2 separate regions of the Hordeum vulgare genome follow, and region 1 is linked to region 2. Evidence: chromatin contacts called from public Hi-C data. All regions are on one chromosome and are shown on one strand. The core of a region is the stretch at or near the end of the contact, and the rest is flanking DNA. Distances in the headings are between cores, read along the strand shown. Region 1 has its middle 160 kb from the start of LOC123430536. Region 2 holds the start of LOC123427241 (probable low-specificity L-threonine aldolase 1).

What was found. A called contact is a pair of places that touch in the nucleus more often than the background predicts.
Region 1: a contact with region 2 is called in a Hi-C map of seedling, with 2.1 times the contacts expected there. The contact joins the enhancer-like site here to the promoter of LOC123427241 in region 2. A contact is called at or near these places in 2 of 6 Hi-C or Micro-C datasets (leaf and seedling).

Annotation. Positions count from the first base shown.
Region 1 is chr2H:559,211,274-559,216,942 of MorexV3_pseudomolecules_assembly, forward strand. No RefSeq gene overlaps it. Among protein-coding and RNA genes, the nearest start is that of LOC123430536, 160 kb to the right of the region's middle. Within about 2 kb of position 1,363, at least 3 of the 3 cell types and tissues checked have open chromatin away from gene starts, as enhancers often do. A contact at or near this core is called in leaf and seedling, where this site is marked.
Region 2 is chr2H:558,850,471-558,856,242 of MorexV3_pseudomolecules_assembly, forward strand. It overlaps LOC123427241 (probable low-specificity L-threonine aldolase 1), which reads left to right and starts at 3,378. Exons shown (of 10, transcript XM_045111240.1): 1 at 3,378-3,592; 2 at 4,398-4,907; 3 at 4,994-5,105; 4 at 5,190-5,240; 5 at 5,356-5,427; 6 at 5,504-5,636; 7 at 5,745-5,772. The coding sequence starts at 4,465.

The DNA.
Region 1 (5,669 bases), core at 113-2,612, 360 kb after region 2:
GAAATACGTCGGCGCGGACGCGAAGTGGACGCACGCGCCCCCTCGGTGTCTGCCCCCAACCACCGCGGTTAATATAATTTATGACGGAAGCCATCCTCGGGCCCATGCGTCGGCGACCACGGTCGGCCTTTTTTAATCCGAGCGTGCGGTGGGTTCCGCTATCTGCTTCCAGAAGCCCGTCCGTCCACATCTCGTCACCCCTTTGTTTCCTCGTCGATGACCCAGCAGCCATGGACAACGGCGACAACCGCGTCGTCTATTCCAGTGCGATGCCGCCAGAGGAGGTCGCCTACCTGCAGGCTATGAGGGCGACGCACCTGGCGCACCAGCGCGCCCGTGCTACTCTCGACTTCTTCCCGAACACCCTCATCGTCCGCGCCAACGCGCTTCTTCCATAGGAGACCGCCTACCTTGAAGCTCATATGGCGATGCAAGAGGCGCGTGGGCGTGCCCGTGCTGGTGCGCCACCGCCGACACCAGCCCGCCCCCGCTCCGGCACAGCCCGACCTCGCCCCCGCGCCGGCACAGCCCGACCTCGACGCCGCCGCCGAGGACGTCTAGGTTTTTTCTTCTTATTTTTCATTAATAATGTAACGCGTGGACTCTCGTCGGCCTTCGTGGCCGGCTTTTTTAATATTTAAGCACACATTTTCATTAATATTATGCATGTTTGGTGTATGCGTGTAAAAATGGGTCGAACCAACGTTGGTCACATATGCGTCGACCCAAACATCGAAGCGGACGTTCGTGTCCGCCTGACCGACCCAAACAGCCAAAAGGCGGACAAAATCGCTGTCCGTTTGGGTCGGTCCGTTGAAGTTGCCCTAACATATTCATCAAGCCAGTCAAAAAAAAAACAGGCAGTGTTAACATCTCACGGCCGGTGGATCTACATTTTGAGGATGACAGGGTTTCTTTAGTCATGATTAACAGCACTGGATCGGATCAGCAAGGAGACAGATCAGACAAATTGACAGGATCGAGCGGGCGCCGGACGCTTACCTGCCACGCGCGCCTAGTAGGGCCTCCGAGCCGGGCGGGCACTGTGCGCGCAGCCTACAGCTTTCGGTCTCGGCGTCTCCGCGCCCTGCGCCCTGTGAACCTTGACAGGTTTCGCTTGACGAGGTGCTTGGCGTTTGACCCGATCGGCCGGGGACGAGGACGGGGGCCCCGCCCCGCGCGGCCCAGGCGCGGGTCACCGTCGCGCGCGTGGGTCGCGGTACTTGGTGTCGGCGCTCTGGGACGACACAGCCATCGGCCGGGGCGCGCTCCACTGTTGCCGAGGCCCCCACGCGCGCCCATCGCGCTGGGCTCGATCCGGCTCTTCGCCTAGTAGCAGCGGCAGGTACGAACCAACCGGCCACCGCTGTTGGTTGGTTGGTTGCTTGTCCTCCCGCGACGAGCAGCGCCGGGCGGGGCCGACTCTCGCGTGCTCCACCCCCATGCGGCCATGCGACACCTACCATGGAGGGACACGGGCGCAGGAGAGGAGAGGGCGCCAAGCAGAGAGACGGACAAGGAAGCCAACCTGCAAAGCCCATGGGCAGCACAGCCTGGTCTCACTCCGTCGGGCTGGGCTGGCCCTGGACGTAAACGGGAGCTCCCATTTGCCGCCAGTTACGGCGAGTTATCGGGCAAACGCACAGGAGAGCGATGCTAGGGATTTTAATGAACTGGCTCATTAGCGCCTTTCACTAATTCCAGTTTTGAATTTCAGTCGATTTTTCGGGTTTTGAAAAACTTTTAAAAGGGTTTCTGAACCAGTTTATCCTTTTTTGTTTTCTTTTTATTTAATCTTTTCTGTTTCTTTTTTTCATTTCTGTTTATGTTTCAAAAAATGTTCTGGGTTTTCAAAGAATACTCTGGATTTTCAAAACGAATCTTTAAATAAAAAATGTTCGTGCTTACAAATTTCATCAGCATTTTTAAAATTTATTTTTGGTTTCAAAATTTGTTATCATTCGTGCTTTAAAAAATTGTTCACGCTTCCAAATTTATTCGGATTTTTAAAAAAAATTGTTCTCAAGATTCAAAAAATGGAAATAATTTAAAAACTTGTTCCCGTTTCCAAAAAAAATCTGCATTTTTAAAAATTGCTCTCGTTTTAAAATTTCTTCTCGAGATTCCAAAAAAATTTGTGTTTTAAAAAATTGTTCGGGCTTTTCAAAATTTTGTTCTCAAGAATAAAAAATGTACATGATTTACAAAATTGTTTGGACTTCTAAATTTGTTCAAAAAAATTTAAAAATGTCCCAGGTTTCATTATTAGTTCTCAAAATTCAAAAGATGTTCGTGCTTTAAAAATTTGTTCGTGCATTCAAATTTGTTCTCTCTTTTACAAAAACTTCAAAATTGTACGCGCTTCTAAATTTGTTCGAGGTTTTTAAAAATTGTTCTCCGTTTAAAAAATTTGTCCTCAAGATTCAAAAAATATTCTTGCTTTAAAAAATTATTCACCCTTCCAAATTTATTCAGGATTTCTTAAAATTGTTCTCGGATTTAAAATTTTGTTCTCAAGATTCGAAACATGTTCGTGATTTAAAAATTTGTTTGCACTTTCAAATTTGTTCGGGATTTTTCAAAAATGTTCTCCGTTTCAAAGTTCTGTTCTCAAGATTCAAAAAATATTTCTGCTTAAAAACATTCTGTGCTTCCAAATTTGTTCAAAGTTTTTAAAAAAATCTGAGTTTTAAAATTGGTTCTCAAGATTCACAAAATGTTCGTGCTTTAAAAATTTATTAATGCTTTCAAATTTGTTCTCCGTTTTGACAAATGTTCATGTGTTCGGAAAATGATGGGAAATTCAACATTTATTCATTTTCATAAAACATAAAAAAGAAAAAAGAAATTAAAACTAATCTCTCCCTAATAATAAAGCACGTAGGGCTTGTGTCGTCCGTCGTCACGACGCTTTTACAAATAAGCCCTCCTGTTTTTGGTAATCAACCCATACTCCTATCCATTAATCCGTTAAGTGAAAGAATACATATTCAATGGAGCCTCTCTCTCCCGCACGAGAACGAGATACACCGCGGCGCTAGGGTAACCTCCGCCGCTGCACCCCAGCCCTTCGCTCCCGGCAACCCGCACTGCCCTTTGCCTTCGCTCCCATTGTCGTCTACGCCGCTACCCTTTGCCAACACCGCCACCAAGGCCAGCGCCGCCTCCCCATGCCTCCGTCGCCGTCCTTTGCCAACGCCGCCACCAACGCCCGCGCCGCCTCCCCATGCCTCCGCCGCCACCGCCGTCCTCCGCCGCCATCGCCGCCCGTGTCGTACGCGTCGCCTCCCTGTGCCTCCGCCACCACCGCCGTTTGCACCGCCGACCCTGTGGCGAGAGAACGGGAGTACAAGGGGAGGGAAAGCGCGGGGAGGATCTGGCTCATCGGCGGGATGGGGGAGGAGGTTCCTACTGCTACAAATTGCTGGCGGGGGTGACTGGCTCGACTAACTCGGGTTCAAACTCGTGCGAGGGCTTTTTGTGCATGTCGCTACAGGTTGGTGCTTCGTCAGTGTTCGTTGGACTCTTTTCCTTTCCAATAGTTTGGACTCTTTTCTTAATAGATGGTCTCTTGTTTGTGGGTGATAGTCACATCATTCAAACGCAAATGTGCAGATGAATTTATCGCAGGATGTGTGCAGATTGCTCTTGTTTGGACTCTTTTTTTAATAGATGGTCTCTTGTTTGGACTCTCTTTTTAATAGATGGTCTCTTGTTTGGACTCTTTTTTTAATAGATGGTCTCTTGTTTGTGCCGTGATGAATTTATCGCAGGATATGTGCAGATTGCATACGGATCAAGTAAAATTATATGCTGAGCTTCAGATCCACTCCACGCTCGAGGGAGAGGTATTCATCATCCGTTGCCTCCTTTTGTTGATATTAGAGAGAGGATCGTAGGGGAAATTGGTACTTTCATGACCAGTAAAGCTTTCTCGGTGATACCTAGGTACCCAAGTTATGAATTCACATGTTATTTCAAATGAAACATCCTTATTTCCCTGCCTGCAAAAATGATCCAGTACTATTTGAAAAATACACACAATGTACATCTGCATGGGTTTGATCTGCAGTTGAACTCTTATGATCAACATATTCCCAATAACGACCAGCTCATTGTTCATATTCCCCAACTCCTCCACACATGTCACCTATCCTGCTTCCTACTTCCAACTTCCAATGTACTCTTTGACCGAGATTGTGCACATGAGCTATTTGTGAGAATGTCAGCAAACGATGAAATTAGATTATGCATAGCTTTCCAGTGGGTGAATGGCTCTCACATGTTCTACTGCTGCAAATTTGTGTCATCAAGGGTACCTCCTTCAAACGTTTTAAATATACTTTTGATACTGCATATTATGATGATTTTATAACAGTGTGCGTGCAATTAGTTTGTAATCATCATTTTCTATTGCCGAGGGGTGTTCTCCATTGATGATGATCCAGCAACTGATGCTTCATTTCTGGATTAACAAGAAAGGTCAAACTGACTAAAAAATGTAAGGACATCAACATCTTCTCTTTCTCTATTATGAGAGCCATTTCAAGTATAAAATTAATGGTCTATAAATCAACAATCTAACCCAATGCAACGCACGACATTTTTAGTATGTTTCATACAATTTATATTGAACCTATTATACCTCCGTTGCAACGCACGAGCATTTTACTAGTCAAAAAAAGAAAACAACAAGAAACAGAAAAAAAAACAGCAAAAAAAATGAAAAAAAATAATTATCAGATTTTTGTGGGAAAACAAAACTGCGCCGGCCCAGTCTGGGCGATCCCCCCTATGCGTAGGAGAACTCCCTGCCGCAACCGAGCTAGCTACCACTCACTGCGCCGGAAGGGGCGCGCCCCAGTTACGTTCCTTATTTTTCTGTCATACTTTTCCCCTTTTCTTTTTTATTTTCTTCTTTTGGTTCCTTTTTTATTTCCTATTTCTTTTTCTTTTTTTTTGAAGAAAAACATTTTTCGAATTTCAATAACAATTTTGAAAAATCATGAAATTTATTGGAAGTGTAAACAATTTTTTAAAGCACGAACATTTGTTACATCTTGAGAACAAAATTTTGAAAAGGAGAACAACCCTGAACAAATTTGAAAGCGCGAACAAGTTTTTTAAGCACGAACATTTGTTGAATTTTGAGTGCAAATTTTGAAGCCGAGAACATTTTTTTAAAAAAGTGGATAAATTGGGAAGCATGCACAATTTTTTTAAACATGAACATTTATTGAATCTTGAGAACAAAATTTTGAAAACCCCAAATAATTTTGAAAGGGCGGAGAAAAACTAAAGCACGAACATTTTTGGAATTTTGAGAACAAATTTTCCAACTGAGTACAATTTTAAAAAAAAGTGAACAAATTTGGAAGATAAAACAAATTTAGTCTTGAGAACAGAAAATTTAAAAAGAGAACAATTTTAAAAACTCCGAACAACTTTGAAAGCGCGAAGAAAAATTTAAAGCACGGACATTTTTTGCATTTTGAGAAATTTTTTTGAAACCGTGAACAATTTTAAAAAACGTGAACAAAATTGCAAGTGCGAACAATTTTTTAAATACACAAACACTACTTGAATCTTGAGAACAATAATTTGAAAAGTAGAACAACTTTGAAAAACCGTAAACAAATTTGAATGAGCGAACAATTTCTGAAAGGACA
Region 2 (5,772 bases), core at 2,128-4,627:
TTAAAAAGATAAGCATGAAAACTAAGAGCTAAGCATGACAGTAGCTACGAAAAGATGAAGAACACACAAAAAGATAAGCATGAAAACCTATGTTGTGTTCTAGAGTGGAATGGAGCGTGTCTCTATTCCAAACAAGGTAGGCTAGGTTACGACTTGTTATGAACATCAAGCAAAACTAAAACAAACTAAAAAGTAAAGAGCGAGATGCTCCAAGCATAGCACATATCATATGAAGTGATAAAAATATAGCATGGAGATGGACGAACCGATGATTGTTGATAGAGAAGGGGATGCATGGGGGTATCCCCAAGCTTATACGCTTGAGTCTCCTTGAATATTTCTCGGGGCGCATGGGGGCATCCCCAAGCTTGAGCGCTTGACAATCCTGTATCTTCTTTCATCATCTCTCTCATCGCATACTTAAAAACTCTCTGCATACGAAACTCACAATAAACTGATTAGAGTGGTTACTAGCCTTAATAAAATAATTCATTACCTGTTGGAAATAAATATTTTCATTAAAAGATATTGCTTCTCATGATCGCCAAAAGATTTTTGCAAATAAAAAGCAAGCTTAGGATTCGCAAAACAATGGAAACACAAAACATGGCAGAATCTGTGAAAAATAGAACATCAGGTAGTAAGTAATTTATTCAGGGCACTTCTGCAACTCAAATCAAAAAACTCAGAACATATGCCAGAAAGAAAATTATATAGAGCATGCTTTCAGAAAAAATCAGTTCAAAAAGATCTGGTGATTTGTGGCGAATTTTTTCGTCAAGCAGGCATAATCTGTTTCTGGACAACATGTCACAATTTTTAAACTTTCTTGCAATCAGAGGCTATAACTTGAGACAAAGCTTAAAAATACAGATACAATGATGTTGCTACAGTAGTAACACACATCAAGACCACTAAAACAGAAAGTAAAAACAAATTAGGTTGCCACCCAACAAGCGCTTTCTTTTATGCCTTTGAGCTAGGCATAATGCAATAAGATCAAGTTGTATCAATTGAACCATCATCAAGATCGTCAAAGAGCTCTTCAATAATACAACTAGTCTTAAGAGGACTCTCAAAGAGAGGCTTAGTGGCAACACTTTTAGGAGCAAAAGCAAAGATAGTAAGACCAATTAAAATTTCATTTCTAATTCTATTCAAGAGAGGTATCTCTTCCAAGGTCTTCATAGTTTGAACACCCTTAGCAATAGGTATACTTGTTTTGGGTAGAGGAACCTTGGGTACGTTAACGAACCTAGGACCTTTCCTTGCGGGGGTTTCTACCTTTTTAGTCTTGATGGAGGATAGAGTAGTTCCTAAAGTTTCAAAAATATCCTCGATCTTAGCAATCCTAGAAGGATCCACATCATGGGATCCACATCATGGGATTTAAGGGTCTCCCAAAATTCCCGTGTTACCTGGACGACTTCTGTCGCGCGGCGAGATGGTCGTCCTCCTCAGCCCAAACTACTGCTGCTCGATGCCACGCGAAGCAACAAGGGAGGCCGACAGGATCGACCGGCTCGGGGGTTGGGGACGTGGGGTTCCAGCGCTCCTCGTCACCGGCGGTGCGCGAGAGAGGTGGGGGGGGTTCCGGCATGGCCGGCCATGGCTCCATGCAGGAGCAGCTCCTGAAGAAAAGAAAGAGAGATGAGAGCGCACGGGAAGGAGAGTGAGAGGCCATGATGGGTCTGACATGCATCTGGGCCGAGCGGCGACGGCGGGGGGGGGGGGGGGTGCATCAGGAGAAGCACGAGGGGCATGGCGCTGCGGCTGGAGGAGCTTGGGTCCTCCTGATCCATCGAGCGGGGCGCTCGGACTGGGTGCACCTAGCGAGGGGAGGCACCCCGGGCACGGGGATCGAGGAAAGGAAACGAGGAGGGGATCTGGAGAAGATGTTGCGGTTGCCCGATGGGAAAAATTAGGTGAGATGTGCATGCTCATGTTTTTACTTTTATTTTATTTTCAACTAAACAAAACTTGAAGAAAAGAAAAGACAGGGAAGAAGGAATTAGATATTTTTATGGGATCTAAAAAATATGAGGAAAAATGAAGTGATTCGGAAAATTTTATCGACTTTAAATTTAAAAAAAAATTAATACAAAATTGTTTGAATTTAAAGTCTAACTAAACCAAACCCAAATGGGTTTAAAATTTAAGAAACGGTATTTTGATAGAACATCAACCTTACTTTTTCCCGTTGCAATGCACTGGCATAAGTGCTAGTTAAAGAAAGAAAAAAAAAAAGACCGGAAGTGGTTGGGTCGAGAGTCCGCGTGTACCACTGGACCTACCACGACGCTTATCTCAGACGGTAACACGACGATTCACGAGTGTTTCGCAGGAACGAGGAACCAGCCAAGCAAACAAGCACGCGGGGGGCTTATCATGCTGGTTCAAAAGGCTCATCTGGTACTGCACTTGCAGGAGGCGGCTGCGCACGGGTCGCCCAACTCTATCCGCCAGCAGTGAGGCTACTCAGCACCAGCGATTGAGCCGCACATCAGCATCATGATTCATCAGCAGTAGCAAGGAGAGAAAGGAAAACACACGTACGTCCACTTGGTCTGGGGTGAGAATGAAGGTTCATCAGCTACACCGTATGCTGTTAGTTGCGTACCTTTTGCATTCTCGGCAGCCACTTTCTGAGCCGCGACGCAAATATCTGGTGGCCGAGCCAGGACTACCCCGGCCGGTCGCAAGCGAGGCCACCAAAACCAACTTGTATTCTGGCTTCTCGGACTACACACTTTCGACAGTGCTAGTACGGGACAAGCGAGAGAGTCTTGCAGAATTCTGCCTTGGCACGCGTGGACGATCTGTGGAAGACGGCCTCACTGCAATTTGCCACACATGTAACTTGTGTCGCTGACACACCGCTCGAACTCTTTCAAGGGTGAAATGTGCACAGAATCAAGTGCGCGCATCTTTCAGTGAGCATGCATGTCCACAGTGCAAGCGTACAAACACGAACGCGAGACGAGGCCTGGTTGGCGGCGTATGCGGAGTGAATATTCCTGCTCCGCCACTTGGTATCTTTGTGTGAACCGAGTAGACCGATGTAGGCGATTCTGTAGGCGCCCCAGCCTCGCATCACGGTGAATCCATCCAGCCCAACGGGGCGTTTGGCTATTTGTCATGGCCCCGGGGACTAGGCCGATTCGTTCGCTCTCTCCCCTTTTCCGGTACCGTTGGAGAGTTGTAGGACGTGACGCGTCTAGGATTGTAGGTCGAGTGTACATCGACCCACAGCTGGATGGAAGGAGGGCGGCCAGAAAAGCAACGGCCCAGCGCGGTCCTCCTACGTGGAGGCGCATGCGCGCACGTGACGACGAGTGGTCAAGAAACGGGCGTACGCGAGAGCGCCTAGGTGAGGAGGTTGCGTCGTCTCGTCCAGCTCCTCTTCCTCGGGTCAGGCGGCAGCACGCCAGCACCTAATCTTCGTCGTCTATAAAGCGCCACTCCGCGCCGCAGTGGCAACGGCGCCACCGAAGCCAGACCACGCTACTCTCCACTCCACTCAACTCTTCCCTCACGCAGACCCGCGCATCCATCGGCCTCGCCTCGGGCTCCATCTGATCCACGGATTCTGGTGCGCACTTCCTCAGATCCTCCCCTCTTCACCCTCTATCAACTTCTATATATTGTTTTACGAAATCGATGATGAACTGCACTGGTCTCCTCTCCGTCTTGTTTTCATACTCATTCCATCTCAAAATAAATGATTTGATTTTATACTAGCTTTAGCATAAAATTGAGTCACTTATTCTAAGACAAAAGAAGTATCATCTACTGTAGTAGATAGATCGCTAAAGACATTTTGCTGTTCGTGAATGACACCCTGCGATGCGCGGTGCTACTCGGTAGTGCTCCATTGTTCTTGGAGCCGCTGAGTGGGTGTTTTATCATCCTTTCTCCGCTTTGTGCTCCATTCTTCTTGGAGCCGCTGAGTGGGTGTTTTATCATCCTTTCTCCGCTTTTCAAACATGTCAAGAGGAAATGCGTGACAGGCATGGTCCCCCGGCCGGAAGGCACCAAAGTTTGTGGTTGTTGGACGGATAGAGTTGTATGTATCCTTCCTGGTTGCAGCTGCACACATTTGGCGTGTGTGCGTGGGTGTCCGTCCGTTGCGTGCTAGGTTCCGGGCACTCCTGTGCAACGTAACAAAGTGACGTCTCATTTTTCGTTTCTCCGTGCGGTAGTTGATCAGTCGACAGCTAACACATCTACTTCCTCGGTTTTTAAATACAAGTTCTTTCCAAAATTTCACTATTAAACTACATACGAATGTATGTAGATATATTTTAGAACATGAATTTACTTATTTTACTTCGTACATAGTTTCATGTTAAAATGTTTAAAAAAGACTTATATTTAGGAAGGGAGTATCATTCTAGTTCCCGAGTCGTACGTGATCCCGCCGAAGCGTGAGCTCGAGCAACAGCCACGCAGGCAGGAACCAGGATGGTGACCAAGGTGGTGGACCTCCGCTCCGACACGGTCACCAAGCCATCGGAAGCCATGCGTGCCGCCATGGCCGCCGCGGAGGTGGACGACGACGTGCTGGGCGCGGACCCGACCGCGCAGCGCTTCGAGGCGGAGATGGCCAGGATCATGGGCAAGGAGGCGGCCCTGTTCGTGCCCTCGGGCACCATGGGCAACCTTGTCTCCGTCCTCGCGCACTGCGACACCAGGGGCAGCGAGGTCATCCTCGGGGACAACTCCCACATCCACATCTACGAGAACGGCGGCATCTCCACCCTCGGCGGCGTCCACCCCAAGACCGTGCCCAACAACCCCGACGGCACCATGGACGTCCACAAGATCGTCGCTGCCATCAGGCACCGGGACGGGGCCATGTATTATCCCACCACCAGGCTCATCTGCCTCGAGAACACGCATGGAAAGTGAGTTGCTATCTGATGCATGTTACTGATAAAAATGGCAGTGTTTGCCTGGCTCTGGTTCATAATTTTCATTTTTGTTGTTGCAGTTCTGGTGGGAAATGTATATCTGTAGAGTACACCGACAAGGTTGGTGAAGTTGCTAAAACCCATGGCTTGAAGCTTCATATCGACGGAGCTCGGATTTTTAACGCCTCCGTGGTAAGTAGCATTTGATCGATGCATGACTAGGTGCGAATCATGCGTATCTTGTCCTGACATTTTCAATCACCGTCGCTGTGTCAGGCACTTGGAGTTCCTGTTCATAGACTTGTGAGAGCTGCTGATTCAGTTTCGGTACGTATCAATTTGCTTGGTGTGCAGTTCTAGATTATTATGCAACCAACGTAAGGATGGTCAACACTGATATAGGATGTCTGACAATACATCTCTGTGAAACGTCGAAGTGCAGGTGTGCCTATCCAAAGGTTTAGGTGCTCCTGTTGGATCAGTAATTGTTGGTTCCAAGGCCTTCATATACAAGGTGACGATAGACATTCTGCTGCTATGTTTAAGCTGCTCAAGAGAACATGTAACATAAATCTGAACCATACTTTCAGGCCAAAATTCTTAGGAAGACATTAGGTGGTGGAATGAGGCAGGTAGGAATTCTCTGTGCTGCTGCCTATGTTGCGGTTCGCGACACCGTAGGCAAGCTCGCCGATGACCATAGGAAGGCCAAAGTTTTAGCAGGTTTCATAGAATCTTTCCATGTGGATTCACCCTTCTTCTATCTACACTATATACCAAGTCCTTAAAGGTATACAACCCTGAATTTGTTTGTCTTGTACAATTGTTCAGATGGACTGAAGAAAATTAAACAGTTTAC